Linked DNA regions of Mus musculus: region 1 is linked to region 2. Evidence: chromatin contacts called from public HiChIP or PLAC-seq data. All regions are on one chromosome and are shown on one strand. Each heading gives the region's core, a stretch centred on a gene start, on an enhancer-like site or on the middle of the called end of the contact. The rest is flanking DNA. Distances are from core to core; before and after follow the strand shown.

Evidence for each region. HiChIP or PLAC-seq counts read pairs in DNA pulled down with a chosen protein or histone mark.
Region 1: a CTCF HiChIP or PLAC-seq map of CD8 T cells shows a contact between it and region 2, with 5 read pairs. The contact joins the promoter of D730003K21Rik here to the enhancer-like site in region 2. A contact is called at or near these places in 2 of 15 datasets of contacts at CTCF or cohesin (CD8 T cells and large pre-B cells), 14 of 484 Hi-C or Micro-C datasets (B cells, CD4 T cells, ECoMG-derived neutrophils and 8 more) and 5 of 115 datasets of contacts at active chromatin or transcription factors (CD8 T cells, the HPC-7 cell line, embryonic fibroblasts and 1 more).

What each region holds. Positions count from the first base shown.
Region 1 is chr9:116,324,259-116,330,973 of GRCm38.p6, reverse strand. It overlaps D730003K21Rik (a long non-coding RNA gene), which reads right to left and starts at 3,651. Exons shown (of 4, transcript XR_871324.2): 1 at 3,329-3,651; 2 at 1,636-1,793.
Region 2 is chr9:116,149,493-116,155,456 of GRCm38.p6, reverse strand. All of the region lies in intron 2 of Tgfbr2 (transforming growth factor, beta receptor II), which reads left to right. It overlaps Gm31292 (a long non-coding RNA gene), which reads right to left. Exons shown (of 3, transcript XR_379937.4): 3 at 5,663-5,907. Among named protein-coding and RNA genes, the nearest start is that of Gm31292, 7.1 kb to the right of the region's middle. Within about 2 kb of position 2,401, at least 94 of the 459 cell types and tissues checked have an H3K27ac peak or open chromatin away from gene starts, as enhancers often do. A contact at or near this core is called in CD8 T cells, adipose-derived mesenchymal stem cells, beige adipocytes and 3 more, where this site is marked.

The sequences.
Region 1 (6,715 bases), core at 2,402-4,901, 170 kb before region 2:
TCCCTCTAATGGAAAGAGAGATGCTTCAAAATGGAGACCTCCAGAGCAGCCTTGCGCGATTCTACTGCTACTCTGTTCTCCTGATCTACCCTGCACCCCGCAGCACACCCTACAAAAATAGTTCCCTTCCCTTTTGATCTAAAGGGCAAAACCCCATCTCCCAACTCCCTGTTTCTCCACTACTGGCTCCTGAAACAAAACTAGGCTACTGGTCTCAAGCGATTGCTGATATAAGGTGGAAGAAAAGAGCAGCAGGCTTTAAAGGAAACAGTGAGAGGAAGAATTACATTTTTTAGGCACAGCAACAAGTTGAAAGAAATGGTTCTGAGTATGGTGATGCCCAGGTGTGTACCAGTTGACACATGTGCACTCAGAGTAGCCAGAAATCATTTCTGATTGGTCTACACTAACATAGTCTATCCAGCACCCAGAGAAGAACAAAGAAGTCTCTGTTATTCCCACAGAATGACAGAATAAGATGGCTGAATAGGACTCTCTGTCATCTCATATGCTGAGCTCAGCCTCCAGATCCAAATATCTAAAGCCTTTTCCCATCACCTACTAACTATGAGTTGCCCATGTGTCCTGATCCCTTGAACCTTCAAATGGACATAATGATGTTATTTTTCTACAGATGGCTCCTGAAAGTTAAATGGGAAAATCTGAGCAAGCACATGACAGACCCAGTGCTCACTCTTCATCACCTTTACATATGGGATCCTGGCCATCTCTGCTGTCCTTCACTCTGTTCCACGACTTGGTAAAATAGAGAGACCCTGTTGAGTAGTCCAACATGTTATAAACAAGGACAAGATGGTAAAGACATCACTGTTGACAGGAAAGCAAAGCCCTTGGGGTGGCCAACATGAGTGAAGCGCCTTTGAAGTGGTGTCTACACTCCTATCACTTTTCATGGGTCCACAGCCCAACCCACTCACTCACCTGGAGAGTTTTCTCCAATTCTACAACCTGGAGAAGGCATTCTCTGTATCTCTCAGGTGCTCAGATACATTATGGCTGTCCCTACTTTGAATACTTCATCTTGTTGTTATTGTTGTTAATTCCAGATTTCTCTTACCAGCTAATTCCAGAAATTTTCTAATGACTCATTTCTAATTCCAAATTAGACACAAGTACTTTTGCATGATAAATAGTTTTGTAAATGCTTACTTAACATTGAGATCAGCCAATATTTTCAGATAGTATCATTACTTTTGGTCAAAATTAATTTTGTTTTATTTTTAATTGTACACACACACATGCCAGAAAAAGACATTGGATTCCCTGGAGTTGGAGTTACAGAAGATAGGTGACAGCCCCACATGACCAGGGACCAAATGGATCTGACCATCTCTCTAGCCCCAACAAAATATCATTATGGACACTAAGACACTACACACAAAACCTGCTCAGGTACAGACATACAACCTTACAGTTAAAAACCTCACTACATAGTGGAAGTTTTGAAAGAAAACATAACAATGCTATATATAATCAGTGAAGGGTCTTAATAACCGTACCCTCCCTGTGACTCTCTAGAAAAGAACCCGGAAGACAGGGAGAGGTATGTGCAACCACAGATGACTGTATTACTGAGGGGAAGTCCCCTTCCTGTCATGAATAAAAGGAACCCACCTGACAAAGGCTCTGTGTTGGTGACAAATTTTCGTGGAAGTGCAAGTATGTGCTTTCAAAACTTCGTTCTCAGGAAGTTGTCGTAGGCTCCATCTTGCCTCTGGGACCCTTTACACACATACACACTCCATGGAGTAAAGATTATTCTGGGGTTCAGGCTGTAGTAAAGTACACAGTAAAGTTTATTACCCAACTCTACAAATTTCCAGACGGCCTTTTAAGAATATACAGCAAGACTTTCTGAAGTCGCTGGCATAAAAGGACCAAGAAAGCAATCTAGGGCTAGAGAGATGGCATGGCTCGGGGCTAGGGGTTTCTTTTCTCTTGCCAAGGACTAGAGTTCAGTTCCTATCACCAACATCAGGAGACTCACAGCTGCCTCTAACTCCAGCTTCAGGAAAACTGGACACTTTCTTGTCTCCACTGGCACCTGCACATGTGCAAAAGCCATACACGCACACACATGCACATAATTAAGAGACTTTTTTAAAAAAAGAATCTGATGGTGACATGTATGTCAGAAAATGGAGAGATTGAGAAACATTGCAATTTTCTTTTGCCTGTTCATTATTGTTATCACACACACACACACACACACACACACATTCACATTTTTGTGGATTTAGTAATTTTAAAATGCATGGCCTGAATCATGCCTTCCTGTTGTTTTTGAAGGGGGCGAGGGGGTGTTCAATTGGTTTTTGTTGTTGTTGTTGCTTTTGAAATCAGTGTAAGGTGACTTTTCTTTTGAGTCTTCAGAAGAACAATGATAAATTCCTTTAAAAGACAAAAGTGTGTTTTTTCCCAAATCTGTTGCCCAGAACAGACAAGCCAACATCTTCCCTAGGGAGAAAGGAAGAACAAAGGGTGCTGTCAACACAGGAAGGCTGCTGGGAGGCAGATGCAGGCCCCCTGCCACCCTGGTTAGAGAAAGGCAGGAAGCCAGGCCTGCTGGTCCTAGGGCTTCCAGGAGAAGCCCTCTGAGCACCCCGCAGGAGGGAGAAAACCCCCAGGCAGAGAAGAGGTGACTTCTTAGGCTGTTCTCTTGTCCTCCGTGTAAGATCAGTTTCTAAATCTGTGCAATCTCCCAAGGATAAAGGCCGACTCCCCCTCTCCCCAGGACAGTACTGGAAAGAGGGTGAAGGAACTTTACCAAGTCTTACAAAAACCATCTCGGATTACTTCAGACCAGCTCTACAGGAAAGGGAGTTTACATAGTCCATTTTCTGTGCTGACTTAGCTAGGGGAGACATCTGAGGACCAGGATTCTATCTCTTCATAGTCTCAGGGCAGAAAGAATCTACAAGGTAGGGTATGGAAGGCCCACATTAGCTATTTGCCATTTGTTTGTTTGTTCGTATGTAGCATCTTACGTGGCTCAGACTGGCCTCCAACCCACTAGATAGCAATAGATAGAAAACCTTGAACTCCTGGTCCTCCTGCCTCTGCCTGACAAGTGCTGTGATAGCTGGCATACGATACCATACCCACTTTGTGCCTTGCAGAGCTTGGAACCCAGGGGTTTGCAAGCACTTTACCAACTGAGATAGGACATTTCAGAGCGCATTACTCAGCTGCTGTGGGTCACACAGGAACTGCTGATGTCTGTCTCCCTGTGACAGAGGGCAGAAGCCAAGCATACAGTTCTGTGTCCCTCACCAGGTCTCTTCCTTCAGGTTCCCCAGCTCCTCACCTGGGTAGATGTCCATTAGAAAATAATCAACTGTGCCAGCGTTCCCTGCAAGTCGGTGGTGTGTTTGAAGTTGGAAGCATCAGGCAGAGGTTCCTGGAAGTTCCAACTTACTTTTGTGACCTCCAAGCCACAATCCTGGAGTTTTTCCACATTTACACGGGCTCTTCCTCCTTGATTAATACTCCTGCTCACTTTGGACTCTATGCCAGTTAGAACAAGAGCTGAATACAGAACTTACTTAGCTACTTCCTGGAACCATGAAATTCCAAATCGCTCTGATAGGTACTGAGAAGGCCTATGGAAGCTAGGCTGATTCCATGACAGGCTTCACATTGGCAGTTAAGGAGACTAGGCCTAAATCTCTGTTTCTAAGAACTGGGCAAGTCCAGGCAAGTCCAGGCCTCAGAAGCTGCCCTGCCACCTATCGTGAGGCAAGGACAATGGGTCAGCAGCAGTTTCCAGACTTCCTCAGCAACAGTTTCTAGATCTTCCCAGCAGGTTCACAGCTCCTACACCCCAGTAATGGAATGTCCATAGAGATAGACCCAACAGATTAACATAGAAGTCACCTATCCCAGAATTACCTAATGTGCTTTAAATCAGGCCTGCAAGCTCACTTGGTTGTCTCTCTATCTTGGCATTGGAGAGACCCCAGCATGCTGGACTTCTGCAAAGTAAAACACTCTCCGTTTACGTACTATTTGAGTCTGGGGTATCATTCTTCAGTGACTCATGGATCCTTACGTTACCATACTCCATGTACCTACAGCCAAACCCACTCATTGTCATCCTGACTCTAGGTGGAAATCCACTAATGTTCAAGGAACTGGGCTTGACCTGGTGACTAACCACATGGTTGGATGAGGGAAGATGGGGGTGTTGGGATTTGATAAGATCAAGTCATGAAAACACAGTTATAGAACCAGAAAATGGGGACAGTGCTAAGTAACCCTTCTAAATGTGTGAAAGCAACAGTTGGAAATGTCTAGAATCCTGAATTGTTTCAAGGAATATATGTTTATGTTCTATGTCTAGGTGTATGAGTATTTATGAGTACTTGCAAGGGTATATATGCATATTTATCTTTATACACAGAGTTAGGCAAACAACATATCACCCAGCAGCCATATCCATGGATCTCATTGTTGACATACATTTTTTTAGTCAAGGTATATGTTTTGTGTGTGTGTGTGTGTGTGTGTGTGTGTGTGTGTGTGTGTGCCACAATAGTGAAAGTGAAGCAAGCTCATGTATGGAACTTACCAGTGGCATTGAAGACGTTTGGGGTGGTAGCCAGCCTACTGTTGATAACCCAGCACCTCGCCTGCCACCTGTTTTTAGTTTTACCGACTGTTTGCTTGGTTTGTTGATTTGTTCGTTTGTTGGTTGATTTGATCCACAAACTAAGAATAATTTTACATCTATAACTGGTTAGAAAGAAATCTGTCTCTAAGCATCATGATACACACCTGGCATGCCAACACTCTGTGAGGCTGAGGACTACTCTAATTTTGAGGCCATCCTGAGCTAGAGTAAGTTCAAGGCTATCATGCAATGCATAGTAGAATTTTGTCTCAAGCAAACAGACCCACAAGCTGAAAACAAACTTTGGCTTGGAAGGTCATAAGCCTTAGGGGGAAAGGTAGATATTTTGTTTAAAAAAAATAGACATATAGCTACACCGTCTCCTAAGAACTTATATTTATATCTACAGACTATTGCTACCCACAGCTTGGCCAAAGAAGCTTCTCTTTTATAGTGGACAGTGGTGAATACAGAGACTTGTAACTGGTCAAATGCTTTGAATGAGGACAGGAGAAGATTGTGAGACCCGGACGAGGGTGGGGGTGCATGAAGCACTGTGCTCTGGACATGGTGTGACAAGTGCCACTGTGAACACACACTCATGCCCTGCATACATACAAGGACACGGGGCAAGTATGGGATAGTTAAGGGAGAGGGTCATGGGCAGGTACATGTGATCATAGTACGTTTTACCCATACATAAAATGGTCAGAAATAAAAGTTGGGGGGGGGGGTGAATGGAAAAGGAAACAAACATGTAAAGATAAAGAAAGAATGCTTATCGTATTATTTTTATTTTGTAATAGTTCATATGGGTTATATGTAGTTCAAGAAAGCAATGTTCACACATGCAGCTGTGTTAGCACACGGTCACTATCCTCCTTTGTATATTATCTGTGGAGACCACAGTTAGCATGGCTGAGGTGTCACAGAAGAAACAAACCAGTTTTTCCATATCATATAACATCTACTATAGACCTTTCTAGAAAATGTTCGCCTCCCTGTGGTCTAAGGAAGCTATATCTGAACCAAGAAACAGAATGGAGTATTCCCTAAAAATGCAATAGATCTGTCTTGAAAATGAGCTAAGAGCTACAGCTTGCCCACATGCCTATCACGCTCTCAGGCCCGTGAGTGTGATGACGTTAACATGCTCTCCCCCCCCCCCCCTCCCATGGGCAATGTTCTATGGTCTATATATGGAAACACACAAGAAGACAGAATAGCTGCTATGGCTTTAATCCCAACATAGTACAATAAACATTTGTTTCTGGTTGGAAATAATCTCAGGTTAATATCCCTGGAGGCAGAAATGGGAATTAATATTATTAGTTTATTAAATATCTCATTCAAAGCACATACTTTAAAGTTTTAAAAGCTACATGGGAAAAGAAAATATAAACAGAGGTCATACCCAGACCTCCCCTCCCACCAGCACACACAGACACCTCTGTTCTATGTGAATCCGCTGGTACCCAGTTTGCAAGTGGCTATGACTGAGGGTGAACTGAAAGTCTCATGCTTCCCACTCTGTACCCTGTGAAAGGTCAGACATCCTATTGCTAATAGCTAGGACAAGCAGGCAGGGTTTGTGGCCTACTGTGTTAAGAACTCTGTAGAGGAAGATAGTGGATCGTTAGGCATTTCCTTTTGTTTGGGGAATAGCTGTTTGTTCATTCACTCTTGGGTCACATGTTGGGAGGTCTTGTTTACTAGGGACTAGGTGACATGCCAAGGAACTTACAGGAATAGGGCACCAGGGATCACACAGCATCAAGCAACACTTCAGCCCTGTGCCACTCCCCTACCCCTGCTCTGCATTCTCTCCCAGAATAGCCCTCTCTGGGGACCATAGGTCCCAGTGGAACAACGCTAAGCATTCTGGGTGCCATTTCACAAGGCAAGTCTGACTGTTCACAGCAGCTGGAAAGCAGACACATCCCCCAGGCTCATAAATGCACGTTCTGTGTTCTGCACCCAACAGTTCCCGAAGGCGTCATCTGTAAAGCTCTTACCAGGTAGAGCTGTAGCATTCAGTAGCAGGCCTGCTTTGTGGTGGCCACATACCTTTCTGGTACTTCT
Region 2 (5,964 bases), core at 1,152-3,651:
ACCTTGAACAACTGTTTCTCCTGCCTCTGTCTCCTGCATGCTGGGATTGCTGGCATTATAATCTTGTCCCCATGACTGGTTTCCTGGACCCAGGGGATCAAACTCAAAGCTTTGTACATGGTAGGCAAGTACTCTATCAGTTGAACCATATCTCCAGACCTCAAGACACATTTTAGTTTTTAAAATTGTTTTATTTATTTATTTATTTATTTATTTATTTATTTATTTATGTGTGTGTGTAGCCGATGCATGTATGTGTATACATGCATGTGGAAGTCAAAGGACAAATGGAAAACTTTTGGAAGTCAGTTTTGTTCTTGTGGTGGTTTGAATATGCTTGGCCCAGGGAGTGGGCACTTAGGGGGTGTGGCCTTATTGGAGGGAGTGTGTCACTGGGTAGAGTAGGATTTGAGATCCTCCTCCTAGCTGCCTAGAAATCAGTCTTCTCTTAGTTGCCTTCGGAACATGCTGTAGAACTCTCAGCTTCTCAACTGACTGGCCTGCCTGGATGCTTCCATGCTTCCTGCCATGATGATAATGGACTGAACCTCAGAACTTGAAAGCCAGCCCCAATTAAATGTTGTCCTTTATAAGAGTTGCCTTGGTCATGGTATCTCTTTACAGCAATGGAAACTTAACTAAGACAGTTCTCTTCTTCTACCATGTGGATACAGCCTGGTGCTTGATCAAGCTGTCAGGCTTGATGACAACCATCTTGATCCTCTGAGCCATCTTGCTGGCCTAAGAGACATTTTAGAAGTTCATCTTTCTCCTGGATGGGAAGGGGCTCACAGGACTGAACCTCTATTGAGAAGCTAGAGACAGTTGGTGACTGCTGAGGGGGATAAAGTTGGCTTTCTTCCAGGGTGGGACCCTGGTAGGTTGCCCAGGCTACCGTACACAGTCCAACATATCCATGCTTCCAGACAAGACCAACTAGACATCTATATCAAGGCATCTAAACATCCATCCATTTCTATTGTCTGTCTGTATGTCTGTCTGTCTACCTATCTGAAAGAAGACATAAGGTGGAAAGGAGACAGGGAAGGACCTAAGAGGAGCTGGAGATGGGGAATGAGGAGTGGATTTGATTGAAACAAGACACATTCATGGAAACAAACAAACAGCGAAAACACTGAAAAGAGAAGTTCCACTTTGTCAGGAAATCCTCCAGTCCAATTTTTCAAATGAATTTCCTTTTGTCCTTTTGTCACCATGAGGCCTAGCTGAGAAGTTTCGCCCCTTCAAACGACCGTAACAAGCAACCAACAGAACTTATTCTGAAGAGTTTGCCCAGAGTTGTCTTTGAAGAGAGAACACAGTGAAAATGAAGGGCCCTGGAGTCATGTCTTTCTACTACCTGCCTCTTCCCCACAAACAGGATTAGAAGCTGAGTCACGTAGGAAGACACTTTGGGTTGGGCCTGACCACACCTGCATATAACTCTGGAGCTGCTGCTCCAATGCAGTGTGTTGTGCTCCAGACACTCAGGGAAGTGGGGTGCTTACAGGCAGCCTCTCACCGTCTGGCTAGGATGGACTTGTCTGTCAAGTTCACCACTCCGCTTAGACTGAGTCTCTCCCTCCCACCTGTGTTTTTTGTTTAATTTAAAAGGATTCGTTTATTTTATTTTATGTGTATGAGTGTTGTGTCTGTGTGCATGTATGTGTATCATGGGTATGCTTGGTGTTAAGGAGTTCAGAAGAAGGTGTTGGATCAGGTGGAACTGGGAGCTAGGACTAGAACTTGGGTCCTCTGCAAGAGCAGCTTTTAACGTTTAACTGCTGAGCAATGTGTCTAGACTGTCTATCTGTCTGTCTGCCTGTCTCTGTCTTTCTCTCTCTGTCTCTTTCACTCTGTATGTGTTTGCCACATGTACATTTGAATATACACATGTGAGGGTGGGTGTTCCTGCACATTTATGTTCATTCTACTGCAGGCTGGAGAACAACATCCTCTGTCAACCTTAGAAATGCCTTCTAGCTTTACTTTTTAAGACGGGGTCTTCCCTTGGTCTAGAGCTCACCACGTAAAGTAGGCTGGCTAAGGCACAAGCCCAGGAACCCTCTGTTTACTGTCTTCAGGCCTGGAATTTCAAGCCACACCACCATGACCAGCATCTTGAATTGAGGGTTTTGAATTCAAGCCTCTGTGCGTGCAGAGCAAGAGGGAACCCAACTGAGCAATCCCAGCACCCCAGCCCCGGCACTATGTCCTTTGCTGAACTGTACGTAATTTCCAGCCCTGGCTGTACATCCAACTCCTCTGAGAAGTTTTAGAGTAATCCCACTGCCTGAGTCAACCCCGTGGGCGTCCTGCTCACTGGCTTGAGCAGGGCTCTGCCTTCATCACAGTCTTTTTAAAAATCCCCAGATGCTTCTGATGTGGAAGCCAAGATAAAAACCACTGATTCAGCCAAACCCCAGTGAGGGCACAGATGAGCATGTGCCCAGGAATGGTGAGGTATTTAGGCAGGGCTCAGCACCTCCCATTCATTGGCATGCTAACAAAAATGAGCAAGGTTTCAGAGCAGAGCCCTGGAAGAAGTGAAATTCTTTTGCTTTGGAGACCTAGCCACAGAATGGTGGTTTCCTTGGGGATGGGTTGTAACTCACTTGTCTGATGTGTGTGAAACCTTGGGTTCCATCCCCAGGAAGGCATCAAATGGGAGGAATAGCACAGGCTTGCTTGTAATCCCAGCCTTTTGGAGAGTGAAGATGTTGGAACCAGAGAGTGATCTTTAGCTACACAGTGAACTGGAAGCCAGGAGTTCCTGTTCTTGAGACCTACCTGGGAGATTTGGGGGAGGTGAAAATATGGGGGGGGGGAGTCTCTCACTGAACCTGGAGCCTGCAGGTTCCATTAGGCATGGCTGGCTGGCCAGCTAACCCCTGAGAGCATCTGTCTTTGCCTCCCCGGAGCTGGGATGGCAGTCTACTGCTGCTCTTGCCTAAGTGCTGAGGGTCATCGTGCAAGCCTGATAAGAGCTTGACTAACTGAATTCTCTCTCCAGCCTATGGGGTCCTTCCTTAGCACTGATTATTGCAGAGGGACAGATTAAATTCATTGTTCCTCTCCCTTCCTATGTTCTGGAATAGTTCACAGCTTCTGCCTGCTCATCTAAGGCTCCTAGTAACATGGTTGAAAAGTATATTTTAACTATTCCGCTTTGTTGGAGGAATGTCTAGCCAGGGTGCTTTATATCATGTAGGATTTTAATCATCATCTTTGAAGGGCTAGAAAAATTGTACTTTTAGACTTGGGTGATGGCTTTGGGACTCAGTGGGTAAGAGTGCTTGCTTGTAAGCATGAAGACCTGAGTCCAAAGTTCTAGTTTGGGTGGTGGTGGCTACATGTGCTTTAACCCCGGTGCTCTGAAAAAAAGGGAATGAAGAATCACTGGGGCTTGCTAGTAGGCAACACAAACACACACATGTGCACACATACACATAAACACTCACACACAGGCACGTGCACATACACAGGTGCTTCCACATGCATACATGTGCACAAACACATGAACAAACACACATGCTTAACACCATGCGTGTGTACATACACATGGTTACACACACACACATACACATACAGGCACATGTACATATACACGTGCTTCCACACGAATAGTATTGTTGGGTTGCAGAGGTTGCCAAGGGGGTTATGTACTGTCGAAGCATAGGGATCAGAGTCTGGATTCCCTAGAACCCACATAAAAGCCAGCAATGTGGCCCGTGCTGTGCCTGCAGTTTCAGTACTTCTTTGATGAGATGGAGAATCCCCCGCAGCTCTCTGGTTTTCCTCAAGGAAGAAGGCAAGGGCTGACGTCCAACATATCTCCTGGCCTCCCCATGCATGTTCTTCTGCATGCACATGGACGGACACCTGCACATAGACACACACACACACACACACACACACACACTAGTGAGGATTATGTGATTATAAGCAGCGCAGACTCATCCTGGACAAAAAAGCAGAAGGTTGGGACAGTGGTGGGGTGAGAGGCCAGGAGAGGTTAGAACAGCATGGTGACCCATTCTTATGAAAAAACCATAGTGAAACCCACAGTTTTGTATACTAACTTTAAAAATCTCTCCTGGAGACTCAGGAAAGGAGGGTAAAGGAAGTCTCAGACAGGTTGGGAAGTTTCAGGCTGAGGAATGCTTGCTTTTAACCAGGCTTGGCTTTTATCAAAGTGTCCTGCAGAGAACTGGCTTCCCCAGGCAGGGCGCTGGGCTTCCCCCCTCCCCCCCCCCCCCCCCAGCTGTGAGCTGGTCACCTCCTCTGTTCTGTCCTGGGAGCTCGGCAGCGTTTGGCAAGCTGTGGCTGAAATCCTCCAAAAAAGCCTTGCGTTATATATATATTTAAAAAATCCAATGTTTTCTCTGAAATATTAATTTCCTTGCTCTAGGCTGTTGTGGGCTTTGCCTGGAAACTTAATCTCAGCCCCTGGGCTCTGCATTATGTGTCTGTCATTGAAATGGAGCTTAACAAGAATCACTTGATACCTTGGCAAGCCTTCCCTGTTTTAAACAGTCTTTTATCTTGGGGCCAGGGATTTGCGTTTGCAGAGGCTAGGCCCGGCTGACTCCAGCCCTGGCAGGTTGCAACTTGTTGCAGATCTAGTTCGGCCCATTTCTCTCACTACCAGGACCTCCTGGTGCTGCCACTCAGGGCTTAGGTTTAACAGGGGAGCTAATCCCTATCATTAGTTGTTGGTTGTTTTCTGCTTTTGCTTCACCAAGGACACCAAAGCCAGAGCAGCAAACTACCTAATAAAAGCCACTACCTCCCCAACCCCAGCACCCCAACACCCAGGGCCAAACTTTCAGAATACATGACACCCAAGGCTGAAGTAGCAATCTTCTCTCTTCCCCAGAATTCCATTCCATTCCCAGCCTGCCATATTATCCGTGGTCTCTCTTCTTGAGGAGTTTGCTTACTATCAGTTTTCTGTTTGTGTGTGTGTGTGTGTGTGTGTGTGTGTGTTTGGGGGGAGGAGTGAAGAGGTTTTGTTAGTTTGTCTTGTTGTTTTGTTTGTTTCTGTTAGCCCAGGCTGGCCAGAACGTTCTGTGGTCCTTCTTCCAGGTGCGAGGCTTACAGCGCTGGGCCATTTCTACCTCCAGAGAGTCTTCATTTTCCAATCTCCCCGAAACTTGAGGCTTCTAGGTCCTTTGAGATTTCTTTGATTGATAGGATGATGGTATACGTGGTTGTTACTCGTTCACATGCAGATGCACATGTGTGTAGGTGTGTATGCATGTGTAAGAGCAGGTGGAGGCCAGAATTCAAACTCAGGAGTCAATGACATCTCCCCTGGCCCCCTTGTTGAAACCCTGTGTTTCACTGGCCTGGAAGTCTCACACTGGGCTAGGCTGGCCATCAAGAGAATCTGCCTGTATCTCCTTCCTAACAGAGATCACCATCAACCATGAAGCCGCTCCATCTCCTCCTCCTCCTTCTCCTTATTCTTTTTCTTCCTTAGACAATGGGGATTGAATCTTTATACTTGCATGCTTACAAAGCAAGCATTTGACCCAGTGAGCTGTCTCCCCAGTCCCATGGATGTCTTATCCTGATGGGAAAAAAATCTCTCTATTGTTGTTCACATGTGACTTTTGAATGGCTAGTGTGACATAGAAAGTACGTGATTTTTATTTACTTTTTTTTCACTTTGGCAGTATTGATAATTGAACCCAGGGCCTCAGGCAAGTGCTACCACGGGGCTACTGCCCAGCCTGATTTTACTTATCTTAATCTTAGTTATGAAAAGTGTAGTTTGATGCTGGCTGCCTTACAGCTTGGGATCCTGCCCTTGACCTCAAGATTTCATGAAGGTGCCTCTTGCCAGAGGCCTTTGTGGGGACGCTGGAGTCTGGCTCCCGGCTTCACCTTCAGGGTCAGCTCCTGAAGGAAGAAAAAATGCACCATGACTTCTAACCTAATGTCCTTTCCACTGCTAAT